2 separate regions of the Sus scrofa genome follow, and region 2 is linked to region 1. A link is a contact called in public HiChIP or PLAC-seq data. All regions are on one chromosome and are shown on one strand. The core of a region is the stretch at or near the end of the contact, and the rest is flanking DNA. Distances in the headings are between cores, read along the strand shown. Region 1 overlaps SRGAP2 (SLIT-ROBO Rho GTPase-activating protein 2). Region 2 overlaps SRGAP2 (SLIT-ROBO Rho GTPase-activating protein 2).

Region 1 (7,116 bases), core at 598-3,097:
GCCCACATTCCACAGAACTGATCACAATTCGTCAGATCAAGGGCAAGATCAAATCTCTAGTCTCTCACTTTTGCAGCTCTTAGAGAAAATTACCTTCTTGGAATTTTTTATTTATTTATTTATTTTTTATTTTTTTGGTCTTTTTAGGGCCCCATCCGCGGCATATAGAAGTTCCCAGGCTAGGGGTCGAATGGGAGCTGTGGCTTCCAGCCTACACCACAGCCACAGCAATGCCAGATCCAAACTGCACCTGCGACCTACATCACAGCTCGCGGCAACGCCAGATCCTTAACCTACTGAGCGAGGCCAGGGACCGAACTCGCGTCCTCATGGACACTAGGGTCATCAATAGCAAGTGGGGGGGGAAGTCATGCAAAAAAATTCAGTAGTGGAGATAAGCCAGCAAAAGTAAATGCGACACAGTCCAAATCAAGCTGGGCACATTCTCACAATCTGCTGGAAATGACTTTACCTGAAGCCTGCGGGACTCCTTAAACTCAGCACTGAGATGGTGAGGTCTCCACAGGGACCCTTGGCAGGAACTTCCACACTCTTCCAAGCTAGGTCTCCAAGGCCTGGCGCTGACAGGGTCACCACTTTCATGGAGAAGCTTACAATTCTGTTCTCTCCTCTCCTCCCCCCATGAGACATGCTAACTGGCACTTGTTTTATCTACGAAGGCTAGCCTGTGGCAGCGGCATAGTGTGACAGCTGGAAAATTCGGGGACCTCAGCAGTCAATGCACAGAGTTACCACAAACAGAAGCATGCTGTGAACCAGTTGTCAAAGTCTCCAGCCGGGCTTTCCCTCACACTCATCTCACACGAATCTTAATCCGATCAGGAGAGAGATAAAAGCAGACCCTGAGGTTCCTGTGCATCCCTCTAAAGGAGGGAAAATTTTCTTTCTTTCAAGAGGGGTGACCTGGCCATAATAACCTTTGGGGTGGCTAAATGGCCTTGGTGTTCTGAGCAAAAAAAGAAAGAAAGGAAATGAGACTTTTTTTTTGTTGTTCCATTTAGGGAAATGAGGAAGTGGAATGGTTTCTCTCCAGGCCCGATCCCTTTCTGAGAGTCGGTTTGGAGGTAATGTCATAATTTCAGGCTCTCCTTGCAGAAATCCTCCTTGCATTTCATACCAGGTTCTAAATAAAGACGTGCTCTTGGTTGACTTGTAGCTGTTGTCAATATTAGGTTATAAGCACTGGGTAAGGGCTGGAGCCCAATCAAAGTATGCTTATAATAATGATCATTCAGAGGGAGCGACAGTGACCACACAGATCCTGGCTAATACCATCCAAACCCGAATCCAGGAAAATGCTGCCTGGAAGCATTCCTCCCTACCAATCACACCTTCAGACAGGGAAGCTGGGTGACTGGTCCAGTTTCCAGACCCTGATATATTCAAATCAACTGGTAGTCACTGAGTGACCAGAAAGTAGCCAGCAGGCACTGTGGCTTTAGCATGCGTCAGGCATTTCTACTCAGTCTTTAATTTGCAAAGGCCAATCGGGTTCGACCCCAACGTGAGAGACGGAACAACAAATCAAGGAAGACCTCAGTTCCTGCAGCAGGTTTAATCCAGGCAGCCGAGGCAGCCCCTGAGCCTCTTTCTCAAAGACTAAACCACTCAGAGCAGGAAGCGCTGGTCCATCTACCACGTAGATGCAGATCGTCCCTCTGAGAAGTAGGACAGGTTCCCAAGTCTTTCTCTCCTTTCTCTCTAGGTCCCTTCAAAGAAAAAGCCATCCCCTCCTCCATCTCAGCGTGGGACACACAAGTGTAACCTTTTCTACCAAAAGAGGAAGGTCTGGAGGACACTAGCAGCTACCAGGAGTTTCTCTATGACTCGAAGCCCCTTGGCTCTCGGCTGGGGCAGCCGGAGTCCACATTTAAAAGCATCTTGTTTCCTCTTCTTCTCTAGGTTAGAGCCCAGCTAAGAATAGCGAGCCATTCATGCCCATGTGTACACATCCTTTTCACTTGCTGTTTTCTCTTATATATGCATGAAACCCTGTTCTTGCATATCTTCCAAGGTAAACAAAAATATTTTTAAGTGGGCACAGAGCAGCAGTTTTATTCCCTGTCCAGTCTTCAAGAAGGCACTGCCCGGAGGAACTCCGCTCCAGAACCGAGTGTCACAGGAATGGTTGAGGCACCGGCTTCCTCTCTGAAGCCCCAAAGAGAGACTCACACTCAGAGAGGGGAACCCTAGTGGCAACAAGCTTAGGATTCCCTCGATCTGCCCAGACTCACCTCTGTGGATGTCCTAAACCTACAGAAGACCAGAAGGCCATAAAATTGGTCTCGTTTTATTAAGTTGAACCATATGAAAGTACCTACAAAATGAGGATTTCATATGACTTAAACTAACAGAATCCTAAAAAAGCTAATCAGGCATTTTGCAATGAGCAAGAATGCAAAATCCATTATTTCCCAGATAGCTCCACCCATGACCATTTCCTATTAGACTTTTTTTTTTTTTTTTTTTTTTTTTTTTGGCTGCGCCCATGGCATATGGAAGTTCCTGGGCCAGGGATTGAACCGGTGCCACAGCAGCAGCAGCAACCCGAGCCGCTGCAGTGATCACATCCAATCCTTAAGCCGCTGCACCACAGGAGAACTCCTTCCTATTAATCTTTAGTAACTAAAACATTTTTCAGGAAAGTTAAAAGCTGTAAGTTATAGGCTCATTATGGGACCCCTTGTAAGATAGGCTTGGCATTGGTAACAAATATCTTTTCTCTCCATTCCTTCCCTATCTGTATCCATATCCACATCCAACACCATTCTTGGTCCTCAAGAACTCACGAGTAACAGGCAAATAGAACACAGGGTGAGCAGTTGCCCTTGTGGTGAAGGGGAAACAAATCCGAGTAGGAACCATGAGGTTGCAGGTTCGATCCCTGGCCTCGCTCAGTGGGTTAGGGTTCTGGCGTTGCCATGAGCTGTCATGTAGGTCACAGAGGCGGTTCAGATCCTTTGTTGCTAGGGCTGTGGCGTAGGCTGGCAGATGTAGCTCCAATTCCACCACTGGCCTGGGAACCTCCATATGCTGAGGGTGGGCCCATAAAAAGCAAAAAAAAAAAAAAAAAAAAAAAGAAGGAAGAACACAGGGTGAAAACTGCTACTCTATAGAAAAATACACAGTCTGCATGTAGCTCAATTACAACATTTCCCACACTGAGCTTGGATGGTCGTTTGTATGTGGGCCTCGTGATCTGATGACACATACTCAGGGGCAGGAAGAGTGTTCTTTTTGTCTTTGAACCCCTGGCCTCCAGCACAGTTCTCACACACAGTCAGTGCTCAGTGATGTTTGTTGAGTGACTGAATGACTCAGAGGCTTGGGGCATCTCTCTAAACTGAGGCAAGTAAGCAGTGTTCCTATTACCAACTTTAATGTTCTTATCTGTTTTTGGCCACACCCACAGCATGCAGAAGTTCCTGGGGATCAAGTCTGTGCCACAGCAGTGACCCACACCACAGCAGTGACTGACCCAAGTCACAGCAGTGCCTAACCTGCTGAGCCACATGGGAACTCCTTAGGTTCTTATATCTTAGACCAGACTACTAATTATAACACTAGAAAGAGCAAGGTCTTAATTATAGAACTAGAAAGAAAAGCAGGGGGTGGGGGGAAAGGAGAAGGGGCACTACACTTTATAATCAAACAAGCCTGAAATTACAGATTAAAAAGCCTGCCTCTAGCTGGGAGTGTGGTGGCATCTTTTTCTCTCTCAATTTAACATCCTTTGATTCCAATTGATTTTCCTTACAGAGCAAGTTCAACACCATCAGCAGTAAAGGAAGTGAAGGTGTTTTATGAACTAAAGCAAATGGGATGAACCCAAACCATTTTCCATTTGACTTTTGGAAAAGAGTATTCACTAGGGTCGGGGGGGGGGTGTTATTCCCTCTGGGGGCTGGAATGCCTTGTATGAGTTCAGAAAAAGAAAAAAGAGGAGTTCCCGTCATGGCGCAGTGGTTAACGAATCCGACTAAGAACCATGAGGTTGCGGGTTCAGTCCCTGCCCTTGCTCAGTGGGTTAACGATCCGGCGTTGCCGTGAGCTGTGGTGTAGGTTGCAGACGCGGCTTGGATCCCGCGTTGCTGTGGCTCTGGCGTAGGCTGGTGGCTACAGCTCCGATTCGACCCCTAGCCTGGGAACCTCCATATGCCGCGGGAGCAGCCCAAGAAATAGCAACAACAACAACAACAAAAGACAAAAAGACAAAAAAAAAAAAAAAAAAGAAAAAAGAAAGAAAAAGAAAAAAGAAATCTAATTCATATGGGCACCAAAAATAGGTTTTTTGTTTTTTGTTTTCTGGTTTCTAGGGCTGCACCTGCGGCATATGGAAGTTCCCAGGCTAGGGGGTTACACCACAGCCACAACACCAGATCCGAGCCATGTCTGTGACCTGCACCACAGCTCACAGCAACACCGGATCCTCCACCCATTGAGTGAGGCCAGGGATTGAACCTGCAACCTCATGGTTCCTAGTCAGATTCGTTTCTGCTGTGCCACGACGGGAACTCCAGGTAATTAAATATTGAATTAAAGGACTGAGATGAGGGAAGACATTAGGCTGACTGTCAGGTGGTCAGAGTTGAAGGAGGTAACACATGCACACGCACACGCACACACATGATGTCTATAAAACTCCTCCCAGATTTAAAAAAGTCACTTGGGTCACCTTTTAAACCTATAGCGCAATCATTTCTAAAAGAAACAGTAGGTAGCAAACAAGCCTCAAAAACATTCATCTTTCAAAGTTGAATATTTTGATGTAGGCTCAAGAAGTCTTTCCCTCTCTTCAAATAACCAAAGCCCTGGAAAAGGGCAGCACAGATCCTTCCCAACACATCACCTTTCATCTATACATTTCACTTCTAAAGGAGAGAGACTGGCTGGAGCACCACGCTGCTTTGGAAGTAGAGGAAGTCTTTATCCTAATGAATTGATCTCATCAATTTAACTGCACATTTGATCCCAAGACCCTTTGTGGGTCTGATGACCCCAGGGAGGCCCTTAAGTGCGGCTGTCCCCAGGGTGGCACACTCCATCACGGCCACCAGTAGACAGGAAAAGGCCCTTGGGGAGATTCTAATTTTATTATGTAAATCACAGGAAGCCCCATTTAGCTCCTCTCCTCGGTGCAGCAGCATCCTTCTTTCTACCCAGTGGCCATCAGCAGAGGAGGAGGAGGAGAGTGTGTCAGTGTGAATGACAATGACAGGGCTGGCCGTCTGCAAGCACGACCTGAACGCCCATGGTTAGGTTTCTCCTTTTCTCTCTCGCACCCGTTTTAGTTCTTTTATTTCCAAGGAATGAGAGAGGCGACATAAATGGCAAAGGGTTGAGGTCAAGTTCAGAAGCCCTGTGGGAAAAGCACAGACTTTGAGTCAGATTACACATTTCACAGACAATGATACACGGGAATCCGAGAGATCTCAGTCGCTAGGATCCATGTGACCTTGGGCACATTATGGATTTTCTCTGAGCCTCAGGGTCCTCTCTGTAAAATGGCCATAATAATACCCACCTCTCAAGGCTCGTGTAAGGATTAAGTTTTGGGGTGCTTTTAAGGCCAGTGGTTTTGTGAGGACCTGTAGGACGTCATTTTGTCTCAAGAAAGCAGAAACCCGATGGAAAGCCGAAGAAGAGTCATACCCAGATGTGGCCTAGGTGTCAACAATTTCCGCTTGCATGTGTGGCTAGGAGGCTGGCGTTTCAGGGAATCAGCTCTGCGGGTTCAAGGTCAAACTAGAGAGGCCTTCCACCCTGATGGGCACTGCACGTTTCCACGCACATGACCCATGCCACCCAAAATTCTCTTCCTACTCTAGCATCCCTGAGTTGGCCAACTTCATCCAGCTCAGAATAAAACCTAAGAACTGCCAAGACGAGTCACTGTCTTCCTTTTCAAGGAACATCAAGTAACCCAAGAGGAATCCAGAGAATTCATTCTAACATGAAATCAGCCTGGCGAATAAATAAAATCACCCTCCTCAATCAAAATCTACACTCTTGTCAAGACATCTGTCAAAAACTGTAATCGCTGCAGCCAAGGAGAGAAAATGGCCGCAGAGCAGCATAAAAGCCCTTAGCTGGAAAGAACATCAAGAATCCTTTCACTTAAGTTCCAGGCCAGGGTGTCTTTATATTAATTTAAAGCCAACCACAAAATCAGCTACAGCTTTTCTTTTGAGAAGAGCACCTGGAAAAGGGGCCCTCTGAATGCTGTCTCACCTACAAAAAAAGGGGTCCCCGAGCAGACATTCAGTTGGGGCCCTGAGAAGAAATTCCGTTTGCCAGCCCATGAGTGTTTTGTCTGTTGCTGCTGTTGCTGTCCAGCCCTCTGACCAACAACAGCCTCAAAGACTAGCACTTTTTAAGATTCACTTCTGGAGTTCCTGTTGTGGCTCAGCGGTTAACGAACCTGACTAGCATCCATGAGGACGCAGGGTTCAATCCCCGGCCTCACTCAGTGGGTTAAGGATCTGGCATTGCTGTGAGCTGTGGTGTAGGCTGCAGACCTGGCTCAGATCCCACGCTGCTGTGGCTGTGGTATAGACCAGCACTCTGATTAGACCCCTAGCCTGGGAACCTCCATATGCTGAGGGTGTGGCCCTAAAAGCCAAAAATAAAAATAAAAATAAAAAATAAAAAAATAAGATTCACTTCTGTCTGTCAATGAATTTGTGAAGATGAGGTTTGTGGTACCTGCCGGACCCCCAAAATGTAGACAGGCCAAAGACCCTACCTGTCCCTTAAATTCAGCTCAGAACCGATCTCAGGCCAACAGCTAGGAAAATTACTTCCATCATCACTGCTCCAAAAAGGAGCCCCTCCGCCCTCTGCCCAGCTCCCAGCCCAGGTTCCTGGGTCCCACAGTTTGCATTGGCACCTGCAAGCAACTTATTCTCACACATCCAGAACAGCAGAGCAGGAGTTCAGAAGGGTCCTCTAATGAGTAGGAGGCCTGGGAGGAAACTGACAAGCAGGATCCAATGTCCCACAGTAGCTTATTCTCACTGTCACCTTGGCTTTTCCTCACCACCGGCCAGGAGCTATTCAAACACTCTAAGCAGTCACAAGGATCCTTTTCATCCT
Region 2 (6,806 bases), core at 3,607-6,106, 130 kb before region 1:
AGCCTGTGTCAGCAGTTTTCTAAAAAAGAATCCAATTTTCAAGGGCATATATCTCTCTCTGCCAGCGCCCCACCCCCTCCCTACCCCAAAGGCACTTCTGAGGGCAACTGTTAAGAAAGAAAACCTAGTTTCAAATCGGATTTACATTTACAGATTTCAGGGGAAAGAGAGGTGAACGCTATACAAGGCTCTGGCAGCAGCAGAAGTGTCACCAGATGTAGAGTGACAGTGTCAGAGGCATTGGATCACCACTTCAAAGAGGCCAAGTTTGAAGAGCTGGAGCTTTGCCTGAAGTGCTTTTGGTGGGCAGGACGAGGCTAAAAGGAGTGGCTGTCTGGCACCAGGGTCAGTGCTTGGTGACAATGGGCACTGTGTCTGGCCCCTCCCCAACCCAACTCAGCCCATCCAAACAGGTGGTGCAGGATGCGGCTGCAGGGGTACAGGGGGTGTGATCATGCGCGTCAAAACTCAGGAGGGACTTCTAGATTCCTCTGGGGCCAAGCTACTTCTATCTATGCAAGGGGACTCTTTCTATACCGCTTTCACTCAAAAATCCCCATGATGTGAGTTTCCTGGTGGCTTAGTGGGTTAAGGATCCAGCATTGTCACTGCTGTGGCTCTGGTTACTGCTGTGGCATAGGTTCAATCGATCCCTGGCCCAGGAACTTCTGCATGCTGCAGGTATGGCCAAAAAAACGAAAAAAAAGAAAAAAATAAAGGATAGCGTATGATGGCTCTAGCAGGCCTGTGCTCTAGTTATATACTCTGAGGAGCCCACGGGAGCATAAAATACAAATACACTGAATTGCAAGACTTTTATAGAAAGGCAGGCTGGGAGCTGCCTCAAGAGGGACATTTGAAGTGCTTTTACCTTCTGAAGATAAGGCAGAATAGGATTTAAAAAAAAAAATACACTTCAGGAGTTCCCATCGTGGCACAGTGGTTAATGAATCCGACTAGGAACCATGAGGATGTGGATTCGATCCCTGGCCTTGCTCAGTGGGTTAAGGATCCGGCGTTTCCGTGAGCTGTGGTGTAGGTTGCAGACGCCGCTTGGATCTGGAGTTGCTGTGGCTGTGGCGTAGGCTGGCAGCTGTAGCTCGGAGTGGACCCCTAGCCTGAGAACCTCCACATGCTGCAGGTGTGGCCCTAAAAAGACAAAAGAAAAAAAACCCACACTTTTGAAATTTCAATCCAATGTAATATCTGTGTCTACAGTAAAAGTACTTTTTGTTTACACTGTATTCTGATGTTTCCTATTCTTGTCTCCTCCATTTAGTCATAATTCACTAAATTCCTTTTACAACTCATCAATAATGAGTCATTATACACAGGCCTAAAAAGACTGGGCACACTGTAATTGCGGAATTACTAAAGAAAAGAGTTGGTTACTGACTGAAGCCCACCAACCAAGACACGTGTTAAGTAACGTGGCCTTTAAGGTGGCTGATGGCATGTTTTGAAGTAGGTTCAATTACTAGATCTTGGCAAGGGGGAAATGCTGAATTTTAAGGAGTGATCAATAAAAAGTCCATGGCAAATATTTACTGAATGTTATGATGTGTTAAGCACTTGCAGTTTAATGGAAAATATAGATGTATACAAAATAGTTTAAAAGTTTATAATCTACTGAGAAAGATCGACATTAAGCTGATGTTTGAGCCTATCCGCATGCAACTCTTCCAGACTCAAAAATATTACTAGAAATGGAATTTCTTAAGCTGCTTTTCTAGTTCAAGATCAATTTCTTTTTCAATCTCAGCCAAGAGCTTTCCACACTTAACCTAACTCCAGAGCAAGCTGAATCTAGCTTGCCAGAAACAGAAATGGGATTTCAAAAGATCTTGCTATTACATAGCACATCCTTTCTTTGAACTTGCCTTTCTAAGTTACTAATAGATATTTCAAGTGATAATGATACTGCTTCGGTATAAGTGACTCCCAGAGCCATCACATTTCATTTTTAAAGAATCCCTTGAGCTTCTCAGTACCATAAAACTAAAAACTCACCAGTTGCTTCTTCACTCAGAAGAGAATGTGTAGCTAAATTCTCTCAGCGACCAGAGTCACATTTTAAAAGAAAATATCAGAAACCTGACACAGTCTGAGACCCAATACCTGTCCCAGAATTTGTCTTTTGAAACACAATTGGTTTCTTCATTAGATTCCAGTTTAATTATCTAAAGAACTGAATCTTAAAAAAAGTACCAAAGCTAAAATAATGAAAGAGACAGGTTACAACTTTTAAGGCATCTTTCTATCTTCCAGGGTGCCCAGTCCACTGCTTTGTACACAGCAGGTGTAAGATAATCAGTTGTCAAATCAATTAGATAAATTATTATTATTATTTTGCTTTTTAGGGCTGCAGCTGTGGCATATGGAGGTTCCCAGGTTAGGGGTCTAATCAAAGCTACAGCTGCCAGCCTGCACCAAAGCCACAGCAATGCCAGATCCTTAACCCGCTGAGCCGAGGCCAGGGATCAGACCTGAAACCTCAGGTTCCTAGTCGGATTCGCTTCTCTGTGCCACAACAGGAACTCCCAATTAGATACATTTTTAGGCTGAAACATTATGCTTTCACATAATCACAAGAATAAAATAATATAGCTGCATTTAATTCATAGACGTAATTGAAAGTGGAAACTCCATCAGAAGATAACCATATAAACTCCCTCAGGTTATAGTTCACAGATGAGCCCCAAAAGTTGAAATGACTTTTCCAGGGTCACATAACTGTACTCAGAGGGGTGAAACACACAGGCTCCAGAGTAGGATTTGAATCCCGTTTCCACTTCCCAATTGTGTGACCTTGGGTAAAATCTCTAACCATTCTATGCTTCAGTTTCCACGTCTGTAAAAGAGGACAATAAATTGATAATCCATGTAAAGTGCTTAAGACTGAATCTAGCACTTGGTATGCTCAATAAATGTTAGCTATTATTAATACTAGGGTCCAGGTCTCTCAATACCCACTGGATGCTCTACCACACTGGGCTGCCTCTGTAGGTACCCTCGAAACATGAAATGATCATGATATGTGGAATTGGTAGAGCCCCCAGAAGTTAATCCCCAGGCAGGATTGCAGCTAACTCCCTCCAAGGAAGGGGCTCGCTCAACCGCAGGGAAGAAGAATCTTTGGCTCTCCTAACGCTCTTGCTGCACCATCTAGTCCCCTCCCCAGTTTCAGTAAAGACCAAAGTAAAAATGACTCTGTAAGATATATGCAGATTTCCTACGGGGTGTTTAGCCACAAGGAGGAAACTGGAGGAGGTATGTTGAGCAAAATAAAAAAGGACAGAATTCCTTTCTAGCTCTCTGGGTAGTTTCAACAGAAACGATCCTTCTCAGATGCACAACCAGGACATGGTTCAATTGGGGTCATAAATTAAATGTCCAAAGGTAGGTGCTCCCAACTGCTTAGGTCAGAGAAGACAAAAAAATGTCCAGGACTAAGTTCTGATTTAATGAAATCCAAGAGCTTTCTCCTCTAGGGCATGTGTTTGTGAAAGCCATTTCCTTAAGGCTTTCCCAGAAGTTCTGGAATGCATGAGTAGTCAGACTTCATCACCCACCAGTACTGCTAAGTGAGCCCTGGGAGAAAATCCATTCTTTGCCATGACAGTGAACTCTGTGGATTGAACATCGACCTCCCGCGGCCGCTTACTATGCTGTTCCAACTGACCAGAGCCTCTTGTCAGGGAAACCTATGATTAGGACAAGACTGAGTCCCACTGGACTGGGGCAGGGGTGGGGTGGGAGTGAGGGAGTAGGACAAGGTTGAAGGCCCTCTGCTCTCCCAAAACCTTAGATGGCACAGTCTAAAACACGGTCCTCTAACCATCTGAATGTCCCTCCATGGCTGTTTCAATCTTTTGGATGGCCTATTCTAATGCTAAGAAAATAAGCTGAAAGCAACGTCCCTACAAGGAAAGAGACAATCAAGTCTGAGGCTTCATTTCTTAAACCATCACTGTGATCCTTCTCTTGGCAAATTTCCATCTTTAGCTCTTGGGGATAATGATTTCAGTGGGAGTGTAATATTGTCTTTAGGCCCTGATCTCCAGTGCCCAAGGACTTCGTGAGGTCATATTGAGGATGAGTGATCACCCCGTGTCTCAGGCAGGACACTAAAGTCATAAAACAGTGTCTTGATGACCATGGCTCCTTGGGTAGACTGGGACACAGGACAAAAGACACAAACGCAAACAGGCAATCTGAAAGCACAAATCTCTCAGCAGCTCTAAAATGAACTCTGGAAGAAAAACAGTCAATGGGGAGTTCCCGGCGTGATGCAGAGGAAACAGGTTCGACTAAGAACCATGAGATTGCAGGTTTGATCCCTGGTCTTGCTCAGTGGGTGAAGGATCCGGTGTTGCTGTGAACTATGGTGCAGGTTGCAGATGTGGCTAGGATCTGGCATTGCTGTGGCTCTGGCGTAGGCTGGCAGCTGTAGCTCCGATTGGACCCCAAGCCTGGGAACCTCCATATGCCTTGGGTGTGGCCCTAAAAAGACAAAAGACAAAAACAAAACAAACAAAAAAACCCCCAAAAAACAACAGCCTATCCATGGCTTGCAACTGGGCAAGAAGGGGGAAATAAAAAAGCCAGAATGATAGGATGTGTATAAGCATATGCCCGCCTACAATAAGGAATTCCCAGGGGATGGGGGATGGGAAGAATACCCCTGCGGCTCCCAGATGACTGGGAGAAGGCTGGAAGAACAAGAGTTAATAAAGTCCATCTGAACGTTGGCAGCGTGAACAGGGAAAGGAGCCACGCAGCCTGGTAGGAAGTAAGTCAGTCAGCAGCACCCATACAGGAAATGCCTGGGGCACTGGGAAAATCGCTGATTAGATACTTTAGGAAAGAGGAACCCAGCAGCAAAGTCAGTTCATAGACTGAGTTGTAGTACTTTTGGAGTTCCCTTAGACTCTCACTGTCCAGAAAGCAAAGGAGGCTCCAGGGGATTCCACTGGGGAAAATGGGGTTTCCTGACACTCCAGGTGCCACAGTTGGACCCAGAGAAGCATAAAGCCAACTCTGGGAGACAAGCAGAGCAGTGCACTCCCCAGGGGCTGGGGTGGTGCTCTGAGCCTGGACTGTTTCCTTGGTGACAGTGGTCTGTACCCTCTTGTCTTTGTCACGCTATGTCATGTGCATAGTCACTCCCAGCAGTCTACATACAACTAAGAAAATCTACATCCGTGGGGGAAGGTACCGTGGTCTCCCTTGCCAGTACCTCATCCCAAGTGAAAAATCCCTGAATTGTGAGAAGGAGGATGTCTTGAGTTTGGACCTGACTCCAGCTCTGTTTTCTCACCTAACTGCTTCAAATACTTCCTCTTTAATTCAAGCTTTATAAATTTTCCTGGTACACCACAAAGAACTTCTATCTGCTTACAACTGTTAGGCATAGCGCCGTGTAGGCTGGGTTTGTTCACTGTTTTTCATATCTCCTAAATCTTTACTCATTTTTTGTGTGTTTGTTTTTGTCTAGTTGTGTGATCATTCACTAAGACAGGTGTATTAGATCTCTCACTGGGGTTGATGATCAATTTTCCTTTAAACTCTGTTCATTTTTTGATTTATAGGCTTTAAGGCTGCATTTAAGTATATACTTCTTCCTGGTAACTTAAATCTTTAATTATTATGAAATGTCCTTCTTAATCTCTAATAATACTTTTTGTATTAAAATCTATCTGGTCTGATTTTATCAGAACTATCGTTTCCTATCATTTTGCTTTAACTCTTTCTTTTCTTTTTTTTTTTCTGCTTTTTAGGGCCACACCCATGGCATATGGAGGTTCCCAGGCTAGGAGTCGAATTGGAGCTACAGCTGCGGCCTACGCTACAGCCATGGCGACACAGGATCTGAGCCACGTCTGCAACCTACTCTACACTCATGGCAATGCCAGATCCTTAACCCACTGAGCGAGGGCAGGGATCGAACCTGCAACCTAAGGTTCCTAGTCAGATTCGTTGCCACTGAGCCACATCAGGAACTCCTTTTTTTTTTTTTTTTTAACTCTTTCTATATCTTTATATTATGGTACTACTTTTATAAGCAATGTAAGCTTCAGTTTTGTTTATTTAGAATCTGTTTTTTAATTTTGCATTAGTCTGTTTGTGCTTATTGTAATTACCTATACATCTAGGTTTAAATCCACTTAATAGTTTATGATATTTGTTCTTCTTATCTCTACAGTCCCTTTTCTCTCATTTTTTTACCTTCTTTTTTCCCTTCCACTTAAAAAAAATTCAGTGAAAGTCACTCTTTTTGGTTTATTCTACGTGTTTTGACCAATGTACCCAAGTGTGTAACCAGCACCACAATTAAGACATAGACATCATTCACTTCACTCAGGCTGCCCCTTTGTAGCTGAACTCTCCTCCACCCATAACCCCTGAAAGCCAATGCTGTGCCCTACATTCCTACAGCTTTGTCTTTACCAGAATCTTTCAGGCTATTTTGTATTTATCGTTTCCCCTTCTCTTAGATTGGCAGAGATACTAATTCTTTAGTGAAAACCCTAAAGTAAATACACATCCTTGACTTGCCAGAGTCTAATATAAATTAATCCTCTTACCACTTGCTGAGCAATACCTTCAAACCCATTTCTCCATCTCTGCCTAGACATGGATTCTATTGTTGCCATTTACATAAATTTTACATATGTTTAAAACCCCATAAGAGATTATTTCTTAAAGTTGGTATTCATTTAGATGTACGCTCACATATTGTTTCTCTTCATTCATTCCAGCATATCCAAGCCTTTACCTGCGAGCATTTTATTTCTGCCTGAAGA

What was found. HiChIP or PLAC-seq counts read pairs in DNA pulled down with a chosen protein or histone mark.
Region 2: a contact with region 1 is called in an H3K27ac HiChIP or PLAC-seq map of alveolar macrophages. The contact joins two enhancer-like sites. A contact is called at or near these places in 1 of 47 Hi-C or Micro-C datasets (embryonic fibroblasts) and 2 of 2 datasets of contacts at active chromatin or transcription factors (alveolar macrophages and skeletal muscle).

What each region holds. Positions count from the first base shown.
Region 1 is chr9:66,878,147-66,885,262 of Sscrofa11.1, reverse strand. The region is part of intron 2 of SRGAP2 (SLIT-ROBO Rho GTPase-activating protein 2); the gene reads right to left. Among named protein-coding and RNA genes, the nearest start is that of FAM72A, 42 kb to the right of the region's middle. Within about 2 kb of position 1,847, at least 7 of the 83 cell types and tissues checked have an H3K27ac peak or open chromatin away from gene starts, as enhancers often do. A contact at or near this core is called in alveolar macrophages, where this site is marked.
Region 2 is chr9:67,016,356-67,023,161 of Sscrofa11.1, reverse strand. All of the region lies in intron 4 of SRGAP2 (SLIT-ROBO Rho GTPase-activating protein 2), which reads right to left. Among named protein-coding and RNA genes, the nearest start is that of IKBKE, 100 kb to the left of the region's middle. Within about 2 kb of position 4,856, at least 12 of the 83 cell types and tissues checked have an H3K27ac peak or open chromatin away from gene starts, as enhancers often do. A contact at or near this core is called in alveolar macrophages, where this site is marked.